Linked DNA regions of Arachis hypogaea: region 2 is linked to region 1. Evidence: chromatin contacts called from public Hi-C data. All regions are on one chromosome and are shown on one strand. Each heading gives the region's core, a stretch centred on a gene start, on an enhancer-like site or on the middle of the called end of the contact. The rest is flanking DNA. Distances are from core to core; before and after follow the strand shown. Region 1 has its middle 14 kb from the start of LOC112803961. Region 2 holds the start of LOC112803962.

The links. Hi-C and Micro-C count contacts between places; a contact is called where the count stands out from the background.
Region 2: a Hi-C map of leaf shows a contact between it and region 1, with 2.0 times the contacts expected there. The contact joins the promoter of LOC112803962 here to the enhancer-like site in region 1. A contact is called at or near these places in 2 of 8 Hi-C or Micro-C datasets (both in leaf).

What each region holds. Positions count from the first base shown.
Region 1 is chr5:107,331,190-107,337,981 of arahy.Tifrunner.gnm2.J5K5, reverse strand. No RefSeq gene overlaps it. Among protein-coding and RNA genes, the nearest start is that of LOC112803961, 14 kb to the right of the region's middle. Within about 2 kb of position 4,036, at least 2 of the 3 cell types and tissues checked have open chromatin away from gene starts, as enhancers often do.
Region 2 is chr5:107,368,675-107,375,268 of arahy.Tifrunner.gnm2.J5K5, reverse strand. It overlaps LOC112803962, which reads left to right and starts at 2,753. Exons shown (of 1, transcript XM_025847406.1): 1 at 2,753-4,510. The coding sequence starts at 2,753. The coding sequence ends at 4,510.

The DNA of each region.
Region 1 (6,792 bases), core at 2,787-5,286:
AAAAATGAACTGAAAATGGATATTTTATAAAAAAATGTTATAACACACTAAAACTTCACCATCAAATCAACTATAATATATATAACTAATTTAAATTAATTAAGTAGTTAATTCTTCATTTAAATAAATATCAAAAGTATATATATTATTTAATTTATTTTTAATATATATTTTATATTTTATCGTATATTTTATATAAATAATTAATTTATTATCTATCTTTTGTATATACGTAATATAATTATATTTTTGAACGGAGTATTTCGTAAATTAAATATTTATTAGAGTGGGGTATTTTGCTAAGTTATTTGAAAAGTACTACCGATAATTCTGTCTTAGAAAAGGCTACCAAATCCAAAAGCTCCACATTGCACAAGAAGTTAAGCTTCAATGTACCAAAAATTATTTGATGAATGGTATGGTACCTTATGGTATTTATTTACTAAAAAAAAAGTTAAAAATTAATATTTAATTTAAAAAATAAAAAATAAATATTTTTTAAGAATTTAAAATTTATTATAAAAAAATTAGATAAAATTTAGACATCAAATCATAAATACTATAGAATTAGCTAAATTATTTTCATAAAGGGACTTGTCTGACTTCTGAATGTTCCATTAAAATTACGTGCTCTTTCTTAGGATTTACCCCTTTGTTTGTTTTCAAATTAATTGCACGCGGCCCATACACCTTTAGATCTTTTGTAATCGTTTGGAAAGGAACTTAACACTATTAATCATTTCCACTCGGCCCGTACACACTTCTTCTTTATTTTATTATTGTATGATTTAATTATTATCTTTTAATATAATTTATAAAAAATAAATCATTTTTTAATTAATATCAATCAATTTTTATAAATTATTTTATTTATTTTAAATTTTATTTTTTAAATTATAAATTATTTACTTTAAATTCTAAATTATAAATTTAAATATTAAAGTTAGTTAATATAATTAATTAAAAAAATTAATTTCTTATTTTTTTATAAAATATATATTTGTAACCATATCTTAAGACAAAACACGTTAATAAATCAAACCCTTGGCAAAATGATGTGAATTTTTCAATTTGTAAAAGGCTATCTCAAGATCCAATTTGTATTTTTATGTAAATTCGATTTAATGAAACACGTACTAAATCAAATCAATAGAAGTCAATTTATATACAAATTCTTATTCACATGTAAATCGAAGCTAATAGATTTAAATCATATACACCCACTAAATCGAAGTAAGTGGATTTGATTTACACCAGTTAGATAAATCGAGTTCATTAAAGTTGATTTACAATAATTCGTAGGATTTAGGATAAATCGATACTATTAGCTTCAATTTACTATTTATTATACTATATGAGATTAAATCGAAGACATTTAATTTGATTTATAAAGTATTAATGTATATAAATACGAGCTCAACATGAATGTTTCACCATAGTGAGATTCACAATGACTAGTGATAAGAGTTTTTTAGCTCTAGTGCACTATAAAGGGTCCATTAAGAATAAAACGCGATCAAGAATTAAGTTTACTGATAAGGACTCTCAAACCTTCAACAAGTTTTACTGAATTTAAAAATACTATACTCCAGAAACTAGGTATGTATGGCATCAAACAGGTGGAAAAGTTGTTCTATAGAATCCTGATTTCTGTGTTACGCGATTATGCAAAGTATGATTCATTCGTTATTAACAGTGACGAAAATTTGCAAGTTTTATTCCATTGTCGTCGTCAGTTTTTTGAAGTGAGGACTCCATAACTGTTGGCAAAACTTGTGGATATGGTATCTAGTTCTAGAGGTTTGAATCGAAATCCTCAATCCTCGTGACATCATCGCGTGTTGCCATCTCATACTGGTAATGCATTGATGGGGCTGGACAATGACAGATTTCTTATCACAATCATAATCAAACAGTGTTCAATGTATAAAATTCTGAAAACCATAAACATTGCAAGCTGTAACTTTAAAAAATTATTTACAATATCGCCCAACAAATTTTTCATAGGACTCAACAAAAAACACTAAATAGTAAATGCTAAAACTAAACTGTCCTAAGTGCATCACAAATTCAAAAAATATTTATATTTATTCTTTCAACTAACTCAAAAAATTCATAATTAACCCTAATCATAAACCAAGTCTCGTTGAATATAAGACTAATAAATTCAAAATTCTAACATATCCTACAATCCTAGATAACTTTCTCATGTACCATTTTAAGTTATAAAAATTTAACCACCTAATAGCTTACTATTTCTAACATGCACATATAGTAATTTTTTTTCATGATCCGTAATTAACGACTATAAGCTTTTACCACGCGAACTATGTTAACATATATAAAATCACTAATTCATGTAAAAAAAATTCTTTCACTAACCTCAAGGTGGACGGTGCCAACAATATGCACGATTCCATCTAGCCGATATAGACGATTCGGATCGTCCTCCATGTGTATATATTCGATTTTTCTTGGGTTGTTTTCCAAGATTTTTGGATCTAGATGGTGGAGTTAGGTGTGGAGTTTGTGTGTTTTGCAGTTCAAATAAAATGAATTCAATTTGTATATATAGCAAGTTTCACCCTAAATCATAGCCATTGAGTTCGATTTAGTAGAAGGACCAATTGCATATAAGTCGAATTTATGAGTTTTGATTTACTAAAACCATCAAAATTATTGGCTTCGATTTACTATGGGCTGCTTCACGTGGCTAAATCAAATTTCTTGATATTAAGATCGAAATGATTTCATTCGATTTATTAGAGAATTTAGTGTGCATATTACTTCAATTTAATACGTATTTTCTTAAATCGAATTTAATCAATTCGATTTATATAGAAATGTAAATTAAAGCTTATCGTAATCTTTTATTAATTGAAAGATACACATAATTTTAGTTTGCATTTGGTTTATTAAAGTGAATTGTCCTATACCACCTTATTTTTTGAAAAAGTTTCGTACTCAATAATACGTTATATGTATTTGCTATGGATACTATACCGGTATTTATGCAACATAACCTAAAGATGCATGCATTTCATTTTCATTCATGGTTGGAATAATTGAAGCTGGAAATCCAAAGCCATGACAATTATTCAAATAAGAAGGACGGTCGTTGTCATATATTATTTGTATTTGTATAATATGTATCTAATCTACACGTAAACATTCTTCAGATTCGATGCATCTTGCTTGGGTTGCCGCCATGGTACGAAACTGGAATATTGAAGTACTTTAATTTATTTTATGATTTGATGAGCAGGTGATCTGGTCCAATTACATGCATCCAACTCTTTGCAGTGACGTAGTTCGATGTCAATATTTAATAGTAAATAGTATGCATGACATTACCAAAAACAAAAAAAAAAAGAAGATAGTATGCATGATTTTGATTCCTATGTATGAACAAAAATACACAGTGCGTGTGTCACTGCCAAGCTTCAGAGAACCGAATCGATCATGGAATTACTAGTAATTGGTTTATTAATTTAAAAGTTCAACTAGTGGTATAATCGAAATCATCAATTTATAATAAAATAGTATAAAAAATTATAAATAAATATATAAAAATATAAATATATTATAAAATAAATCTTAAAAAATATATAAATTATAAATGTAAAACTAACTAAAATTTTATAATCTCATGTAAGTAAGATATATGGATTAAGTAGAAAAAGGTCAAATATCAAAGTTTTATATAATTTATGATATTATACCCTATATGTTATAGAATAACAAAAAATGAACACAAAAATATTTATTAGTTTAATTATATCTTAATTTTTGAATTTTTTATTAAAAAACAAGTGTATTTTATTTTTTTAATTTTAATATATATATAAAATTTAAATTTGATGTATTATATTAATATATTAAAATAGGCATAATTTATTATATAAAAAATGTTAACAAAAATGAAAAATCTAATCATATTATTAAAAAAAAACGTTGCTTATTAGGTCTCTAGACCTAGCCCGAACCCATGTTACCTAATACCTTGTGCAAACCGATGACTTTTAGCATTAGCCTCTCCCAAACCAGACTTATTGTTTGCCCATATTTTCTGACACAGTTAACGATAATGTGGCAGGTCTTTTGACAATACAATTTTGAGCACCTACAAATTTTATTTGTTGTAAAACTATGTTAAAAGGTTGAAATGATAAAAGAAGATGTAGCTATTTTTTTTGGCAAATGGGTCGGTTTTTCAAATGGATCAAGATGGGCCAATGAATATTGTATGTAAAAGTACGTGAGGGTTAAAAAAAAAAAGAAAGCATTTGCTTACTAAAGATTTGTAACTAAAAAGTTTGAGAGGAGCAACTCCTTTTCTGTATGAGTGTATCTCATCGTGGCACACTCAAGAGAGTCCATCGTCCCCTTTTCCGCCGCGACGCCCCCTCCTCTTGTCAGCGACGCCATCGTCGTTTAATTTGGTCAGTCACGTCGCCGCCTTCTCTTTTCAATTCTTGCAGGGTTTACATGCAACAAACAGTTTTTAGTTAAATTCATTTTTCACGAAATTATTTAGGAACAAAATAAAGAATTGTTGTTACTATAATCATGTAGATTTATTGTTGTAATTATAATCAACAAAATAAAGAATTGTATCACATCGTAGACTCCCGTCCCAACTAACTCTATCTTCCTTATCAGTGAACCGGAGATAGTGCATAGGTACTTTTCAATGCAGCGGAGACGAGACGACGTGACATACTACGATTACGTACAGGAGTGCTGCCCTTCGGCTCGGCAATATGGAACCTTTCAACTGCTCCCGTTCCTTTATGAGGTCCTATCGGGATAGGTAGGCCCAGCCCAAGCCTTTCTGTTGTTACTATAATCATGTAGATTTATTGTTGTTACTATAATCAACTTCAGCTTCAGTTTTGATCCATAATTCATTATCTAAGTTTTATATTTACAGCATATTTTTTTTAAATGCAATATTTTTTTTCGATGGGTGTATGCAAGAATGGAAGAGGAAAATGTAGTCTCTTATTTTCATGGTGCAGCGGCTATGGCTGACAAAGATTTGTGTGTCAGCAATAAAGAAGAACTGGTTTCCGATGACCCAGATGTTTATCTAGGTGATGAACCTTCATTGGAAGTAGGTGAGGATGCGAATATAGAGGGTTCTGGCGATAATGTTGGTGATGATTTTTACAAAAACTGGGAAGACAAAGGCATTGACAGGATTGCTGATTTTGAATTAACTTTAAAGGAATAACTTTTGATCAGATGAGATTGCTACAATTTTTTCAATTGACGTGTAGCTTTTGCTTTCTATAATTTATATGCAAAAATGAATAAGTTTGCCACAAAGAAGAGAAGGCTAAGGCAAAATACCAATGAACAGGTGAGACAACAACAGTTTGTTTGCTTTAGGCAGGGGTTTAAAGAATTTGCTGCTGATAAGGAGGCCCACGAACGTAAGCGGGAGCCTAAGCCTGAGACTAGATATGGCTGTTTGGCGCATGTATTATTTCATACTTTGAGGGTGTTCACAACCACAAGATGCTTGACGAAACACTTACATTTATGCTTCCTAGGAATAGGAAGATGAATGCTATTGCAATTGAACAAATGATTATGATGTTGAGAGTTGGGATCAAAATACCACAGATCTATTCATCATTTGTGCACACTGTGGAGGTTTTCAAAATGTACCATTTTTGAAGAGAGACATATACAACCACATTGATAAACAGAGAAAAATAATAGCGGGCGATGCAATGTCTTATCTTCGGTGGTTGAAATCATTTACAGAGGAGAATCTTGAAACGTTTGTATGTTACTTAGTGAACAAAAAGGGCCGTTTGGTGCAACTTTTTTAGTCTAATAACTGTAGTCAATTAGATTACCATCTGTTTAGAGATGTTGTAGCATTTGATGCAACTTATAGGAAGAATAAGTGCATGTGCCCACTGATTGTATTTTCTGGCATAAATCACCATAACCAAACCATTGTTTTTGTTGCTGCCCTTGTTGCAAATGAGAGTAAGGAACATATTCTTGGCTACTTGAAAGATTTTTGAAAGTTATGAAGGGAAAAGCTCTTGAGTTTGTTGTCACAGATGGGAACGGAGGAATGAGAAAGGCCATTAAAAAAGTATTTCCTATGACTTATCATCATCTCTGTGCATGGCATCTCCTCCAGAATGCAACATCGAATTTGGCAAATTCAATATTTACATCTGAGTTTAAGAAATGCATACTTTCTTATTATGAGGTTTCAGAGTTTGAAGCTAGGTGGGAGAGATTGGTCACTGAGCTTCAACTTCAAAATAATCGGTGGGTTTGTGACCTTTATGACTGGAGAAAAATGTGGGTAATAGCTCGCATTCGTGGCCACTTTTTCGGTAGATTTTGGACGACATCAAAATACGAGGGTTTGCATTCAACGCTTGGTAACTTTTTTCACTCCCACCATAATTTGAAGGACTTTATTGAACAATTTTTTCACTGTGTATCGGAGATGAGGTCTCAACAAACACAATCCGATATGCATAGCATGGTTGGACACTTGGTGTTGCAAAGTCCTTTACATGATTTGGAGGTCTACTGCAAAATTACTAACGAGGGAGATATTTCTCTTGTTTCGGCCAATGCTGTCACGTGCATGTACATTAAAGGTCTAGTCTTGTACGTTGACTCCAACATTGGACATATACACCATTTCACAGTTGGACAATTCTTAGAACGGCTAGCATGTTTCGCACTATCCCAAGGATTAGAATTTTAATTGCTCTTGTTTAAGGATAGAATCCCTTGGAATACCATGTG
Region 2 (6,594 bases), core at 1,504-4,003, 39 kb before region 1:
TGCTGTAAGATTACTTAGAAGATGATGAACCTATATTCATTCAACTAAAAAAAAAAAGAAATAAGAAAAAAAAGAAGAAGAAAAGATGCATTAAAGAAAATATTTTTGTGCATTTCTAGCGAAATTTTTATGTAGGAGTTCTGAATCTGAATTATGATTGTGATGAATCTGTTCCATTTTCGTTTCGGTATATTTTGGAATACTTGCTGTGTATTTTGAAAATATTTCGGTGTATTATTATTCTTATAAGTTCTGCATAATTTAAAACTTTTCTTCATCTTCTGCAGCTGCTTCTTCTTCATTTTTTTATTTTATATTCTTATAATTTTTTTAGGAGGAAAAAATCAAACAAAGAAAAAAAATACATAATGTTGTAAAATTAATAAAAAGAGGAGGAGGAAAAAAATACAACAACAACAGTAATTAAAAGAACGACAATGAGGATGAAACACACGAAAAAAAAGAGGAAAAATGCAAAAAAGAAAGAGAAAAGGAAGGAGGAATAGGAGGAAGAAACGTGATACAAATATTAGAAGAGAAACAACGTAATTTTACGCGCGTATTATGTAAGTAAATTTTGTTAAGTTAGAATTAACTTATATGAACTTATATATGAAAAATACTTGTATGTATAACAAAACTATAAACTTTATTACAAACTTAACTTATTAAGGATAAAATCTGACCTAACATAACTTATTTCCATTTCTACTTATATTCTCCTATTTTCATCATAGATAGAGGTACTTAAATTCAAAGTGATATAAATAAAAGTGTTGGATTAGATTTGATTCATTTTTGCAAACCATACAAAGTGGATGTAATTATAAATTCATTTATCAAAATAGAACCGATCAAATCCTAAGTGCAAAATATGATATCAATAATGCTACAAGGGCCACTATAAATTTATTGTTTTAGTCCGCAGTTAATTAACAATATTTATAAATAGAAAAAAGTTTAATAACAAAATTTAGTCATAACTAGCTAAATTTTTTTAAAATTTACTTCATTTATATAACTTAAGCACATTTATTATTTTTTATTTTTTATTTCACTCTTCTATCAATCCACTTATCATACTTTTATCAGTCTTACTTATTAATGATATTATTAATATCATATTTCTAACTATTAGGCATTCTTATAATTATTACTTAATATTCTTTTTTATAATTTAAATTTTATATTAAAAAATACAATAAAGACTAATAATAATAAAGAACTGGTAATAATATTCATTAAATGAATTGGCTTTAATTGTTATTTTCTTTAATTCATTTATTACCATTTCAGGAATTAGAAAGCGTGAAAGCCTTGTTAAAAACTTTTATCATTGTTACAAAGATCATGAATTGAAGGTCGTATAGCTTAGAAGTCAAAAATCACAATTCTAGTTCAATTACAAGTACAATTGGGATAGGCTAAAAAAATTTACAAGCAGTCTGCCTTTATCATTGCAAATAGTATGATATTTGAAATCAATTTTAACATGGTACCTATGTTAGAAGAAGTTGAAGAATAATTTGAACAACAGACGGACTCACCCAATGAGATTATTGCCAGTCAACCAATTTTCGAGAATATAGAAAACCACACTAGTTTTGATGAGGTATGGTAATAAACTGATATAATTTTTGTGTGTGTTTTTATGTGCATTTATAATTATACTGTACTAACTAAGTTCATACAAATAACATTCATAAGTTCATATACATAACATCTATAATTACATACAACTAACATCTAAAAATTAAATTCATATTTATTAGATATTACATCCATACACATATCATTTTTTAGTTATTGCATAAGTAACTATCAAGTTAACACAGATGTTTTAAATTTTATCATAATTGAATTTAAAAAAATGTCAAATTCTTAAATTAATTTATTTAATTGATAAATTTACTCATAACATCTATAAATTTATACACATAACATCCATAATTTCATATTAATAACCTCCATAATTTTGTGCACATAATATTCATAATTTCATACCTATAATGTCTATAATTAATAAATTTTTATAATTAACATTACCAATTTTTAAACTAAGCATCTTATTGCATTCTTCAAATTATCTCATATGTGCACTAATAAGTAATAATTTTAATTATTTTAATATTTTTTATTTAATATTCATATGTATGCTTATTTATTGATTTTAATATAACAAGTTAATAATTATTTCAAAAAATTTATTTTTTTAATTTTTGTTTATATTTATATTTTATTTTTTATTTTCTAATAGCCTATATGTAAAATATGAGTTGCATAATTAAAGTTATTAAAAAATTTTAATTTAACCTTCATAATTTCTGTAGAGAAATTATATTTTAATAAGTAATAATATGATTGAAGGATGTTAGGAATTTGATTTGGGAGATATTGAAACTAATTTTAGAAAGAACATGATACAAAGAGGAAAGAAAGAGGGTAAATAAGAAGGGAGAAAAGACCCTGATGAGGTGTGTGTAATGTGAGTCTTCTCTTCTGACTTGATAACTTTTCTCTGTGCACTCTGAAAACTTCACATTCTAATTCAGATCCCCCCTTGCAGGTGAACCTGGCATTGATTCCTTCATTCCTTCCATCTAATTCTCTCATACTCTGATTACTTGGACTCTTTTCTAATACTACTATACTATACTTATGCTGTTATACTACACTTGTACCACTTTCAATTCTTCATCAGAATCCATCATAGCTTGCAATTGTTATCAATTGGTGCTTCCATTGAGTTCCAATGACAGAGAATACGCGTCTCCAAACATTGCAAGCTACAATTTCTCGTTTAACCGAGCAATCGGATGGCTACATCGAGCAATTCGCCTCTCACACACAAAGAATTGGTTCGTTACAGGAGCAGTTTGCCCAGCACTTGGCAGAATTCCTGAGACGCGGACCGTCCTCCCCTGTCTTTGGCCACCCTCAGCAGATGAAAGTGGATTTCCCTCGTTTCTCTGGCGCGGAGGATGTCTCCCAATGGATTTATCGCGTGGAACGCTTCTTCCTGATCTATGATATCCCGGAGGACCAACGATTGGATCTGATGGCCGTCAATTTGGAGGGCCGGGCCCTTGCTTGGTTTCAGATGTGGGAGAGACTCGAACCTATGGCTGATTGGCTTGCCATCTCCACTGCCTTGCAAAAGCAATTCGGGCCGTCCCATTTTGAAAACCCCCGAGAGGAGCCACTGAAATTGAAACAATCCACCACGGTGAATGCTTACTTTGAATCCTTTAACGACCTAGCCGCCCGTGTATATGGCTTAGATGATGCTTTGCTTTTGGATTGCTTTGTGGGTGGTCTTCATCCGGAATTGAAACGGGAGGTGAAAGCCCGTTCACCGATCTTTTTGTTGCAAGCGGTTTCTCTTGCCAAATTGTTCAAGGAAAAGTTTCTGCCCCACACCCAACGCTGGCGTTTTGCCGTTGCTCAGACACTGCAACCGCCGGCTCGACCTACCACCACCCTAGCCCCAAAACCACTCACTACTGTTTCCCCTGCACAACCACTGCCTCAAAATCCTCCACTGCTTCCCACCCCTCCAAAGCCTAACACAATGCACAAATTAACCTCGATAGAGATACAGTTTCGGCAAGAAAAAGGCATATGTTTTACCTGTGACGAGCGTTATTCCCCTTCCCATAAATGTGCTTCCAAGCACTATTTTCTTATCCAAACTGTAGAGAAAGTCCCTACTGATCAGGACTCTGCAATTGAAATTTCTGAAGTGGACCAAATCCCGCCGGTACTAGCTGAGGACAGGGTCGAGCCCCTCCACCTTTCGTACAATGCCATGGCCGGCATCCCTGCCCGACGGTCGATTAGGTTCCGCGGTCTGGTGCACGGCAGGGACATCCGCGTACTCATGGATGGTGGCAGCTCGGATAACTTCATTCACCCGGCTTTGGTTCGACGCCTGGCAGTGCCCGTTCATCATTCCCCAAGATTCAAGGTTGAGGTGGGCAATGATGCTTTGCTCCAATGCGAGGGTAAGGTTCGTGATTTACCTATTTCCATTCAGGATCATTTGCTCCTTATATCGGCTTTCGTACTTCCCATTGCTAGTGAGGAGCTGGTTTTAAAGGATATTTGGCTTAAGACACTCGCCACCCATTTGGTAAATTACAGGGAAAAATTCATTACCTTCATGGTTGGGGCTGAAATGGTTACTTTGCAGGGTGAAAAAGATGCCAACCCGGCCCCGGCACAATTTCATCAGTTACGGCATTTGCACATAAGAGATGAGATTATGGAAAGGTATACACTCCAGCTCCATGAACCGGTTACAGACACCCCTCCTCTTTTGGAATTACCTTCTGATTTGGTGCCCAACTTGGCTACTATATTACGGGATTACTCAGTTGTTTTTCAGGTTCCAAAAGGCTTGCCCCCGCCGAGAGTACATGATCACACCATTACCTTGTTGCCCGACACGACGCCTATTAAGGTCCGCCCTTATCGATATCATCATAGGCAAAAGGCTGAGATTGAGTAGATCATCGCTGAGATGTTAGCCGAGGGCATCATACAGCAAGCACTAGCCCCTTCTCTTCGCCCGTGCTGTTGGTGAAAAAGAAAGACGGTTCATGGAGGTTTTGCACTGATTATCGGGCCCTCAATCATGCCACCATCAAGGATTCCTTTCCTATGCCGACGGTGGATGAATTACTCGATGAATTGTTTGGTGCTCGGTTCTTCTCTAAACTCGACCTCCGCTCGGGGTACCATCAGATTCGTGTCAGACCGGAGGATTGTTTTAAGACAGCTTTCAGGACATACCAGGGCTTATACGAATGGCTCGTTATACCATTTGGTCTGACTAATACCCCTGCTACCTTCCAGTATTTGATGAATTCTATCTTTTCTGAGGTCTTACGAAAATTTTTCCTTGTCTTCTTTGATGATATCCTGGTTTATAGTGCTGATTGGCAGTCTCATCTACATCATCTGGTGTATGTCTTAAGCGTGCTCAAGCACCATTCTCTATTTGTCAAACTCTCTAAATGCTCCTTCAGAAAAACACAAGTAGAGTACCTAGGCCATGTGGTTTCACTTGAGGGGGTGAGAGGGGATGACTCAAAAATTGAAGCAATTCGTGGTTGGCCGACTCCAACCTCAGTAAAGCAACTCCGGGAATTTTTGGGATTGGCGAGTTACTATCGAAAGTTCATATGCAATTTTGCCACTCTGACAGCACCACTCACTGACTTGTTGTGCAAAGAGGGGTTTGTGTGGTCGCCTTCAGCCTCGGATGCTTTTGTGACATTGAAAGAGGCTCTGACTCATGCACCAGTCCTGGCACTTCCCGACTTCTCCAAACCTTTTGTGCTTGAGACAGATGTTTCGGGTACCGGTATTGGGGGGATTCTCAGCCAAGCTGGACATCCCATCGCTTATTTTTCGAAGAAACTTTCCTGCACGGCTCAGAAGCAATCCGTCTATGCCCGGGAAATGCAAGCAATCTTAGCAGCGGTGGCTAAGTTTCGCCACTACTTGCTTGGTCACAGGTTCGTGATACGAACGGATCACAAGAGTCTCAAGGAACTCCAAGCTCAGACCATTCAAACGCCAGAGCAGCATACTTGGTTGGCCAAACTCTTGGGCTATGACTTTGAGATAGAATATAAAAAGGGCTCGGATAATCAAGGTGCCGATGGGCTATCTCGCCAATTTCTTGCTGTCACCTCACTCACTTGCGACATTCTCACGCAGTTACGGTCCGATCTTCAGCACTTCAACCCCTCGGATTTAATTTCTGAGGTGGATCTTCGGTCTGGAAATTTGCAGCACCGACAGGGTCTTTGGTTTTGGAAGGACCGACTGATAATCCCTTTGACTTCGTCCCTCATCCCGAAGCTTCTTTATGAGTGCCATGACTCAACCATTGGTAGACATGGTGGTTATCAAAAGACATTGTGCCGGTTAACTCCCCAATTTTTCTGGAAGGATATGGCTCGTATGGTCAAGGATTATGTGTGCCAGTGCTCTATCTGCCAATAGGCGAAGTACTCCACACTACTGCCTGCCGGTCTCCTCCAACCTCTTCCGATTCCTACCGATGTTTGGCAGGATATTTCTATGAATTTTGTAACGGGATTACCGCTGATACAAGGGTATTCGGTCATCTTCGTGGTAGTGGACCGACTATCAAAGTTTGCCCATTTCCTACCACTCGCAGCTACTTTTACAGCCCCCCAAGTTGCTGAAACATTTATCAAATATGTAGTGAGTATTCATGGCATACCACAGTCTATTGTGTCTGATCGCGATAAGGTATTCACAAGCACGTTTTGGGAGCAATGTTGTATGCGCCAAGGTATCATGCTAGGCGGAGCTCGGCTTACCACCCTCAGTCCGATGGCTAGACCGAGGTGCTTAACAGGTGTCTGGAGATGTACCTTCGTTGTTATACTCAAGACAACCCCAGGACTTGGTGTAAGATGCTCCCATGGGCACAGTTCAGTTATAATACTTCCTTTCATTCGGCAATCGGCATGTCTTCCTTTAAGGCCTTGTTTGGGCGGGATCCTCCGCCTTTACTCCGATATGTCGCCACCTCTACAGACACTCCAGCTGTCC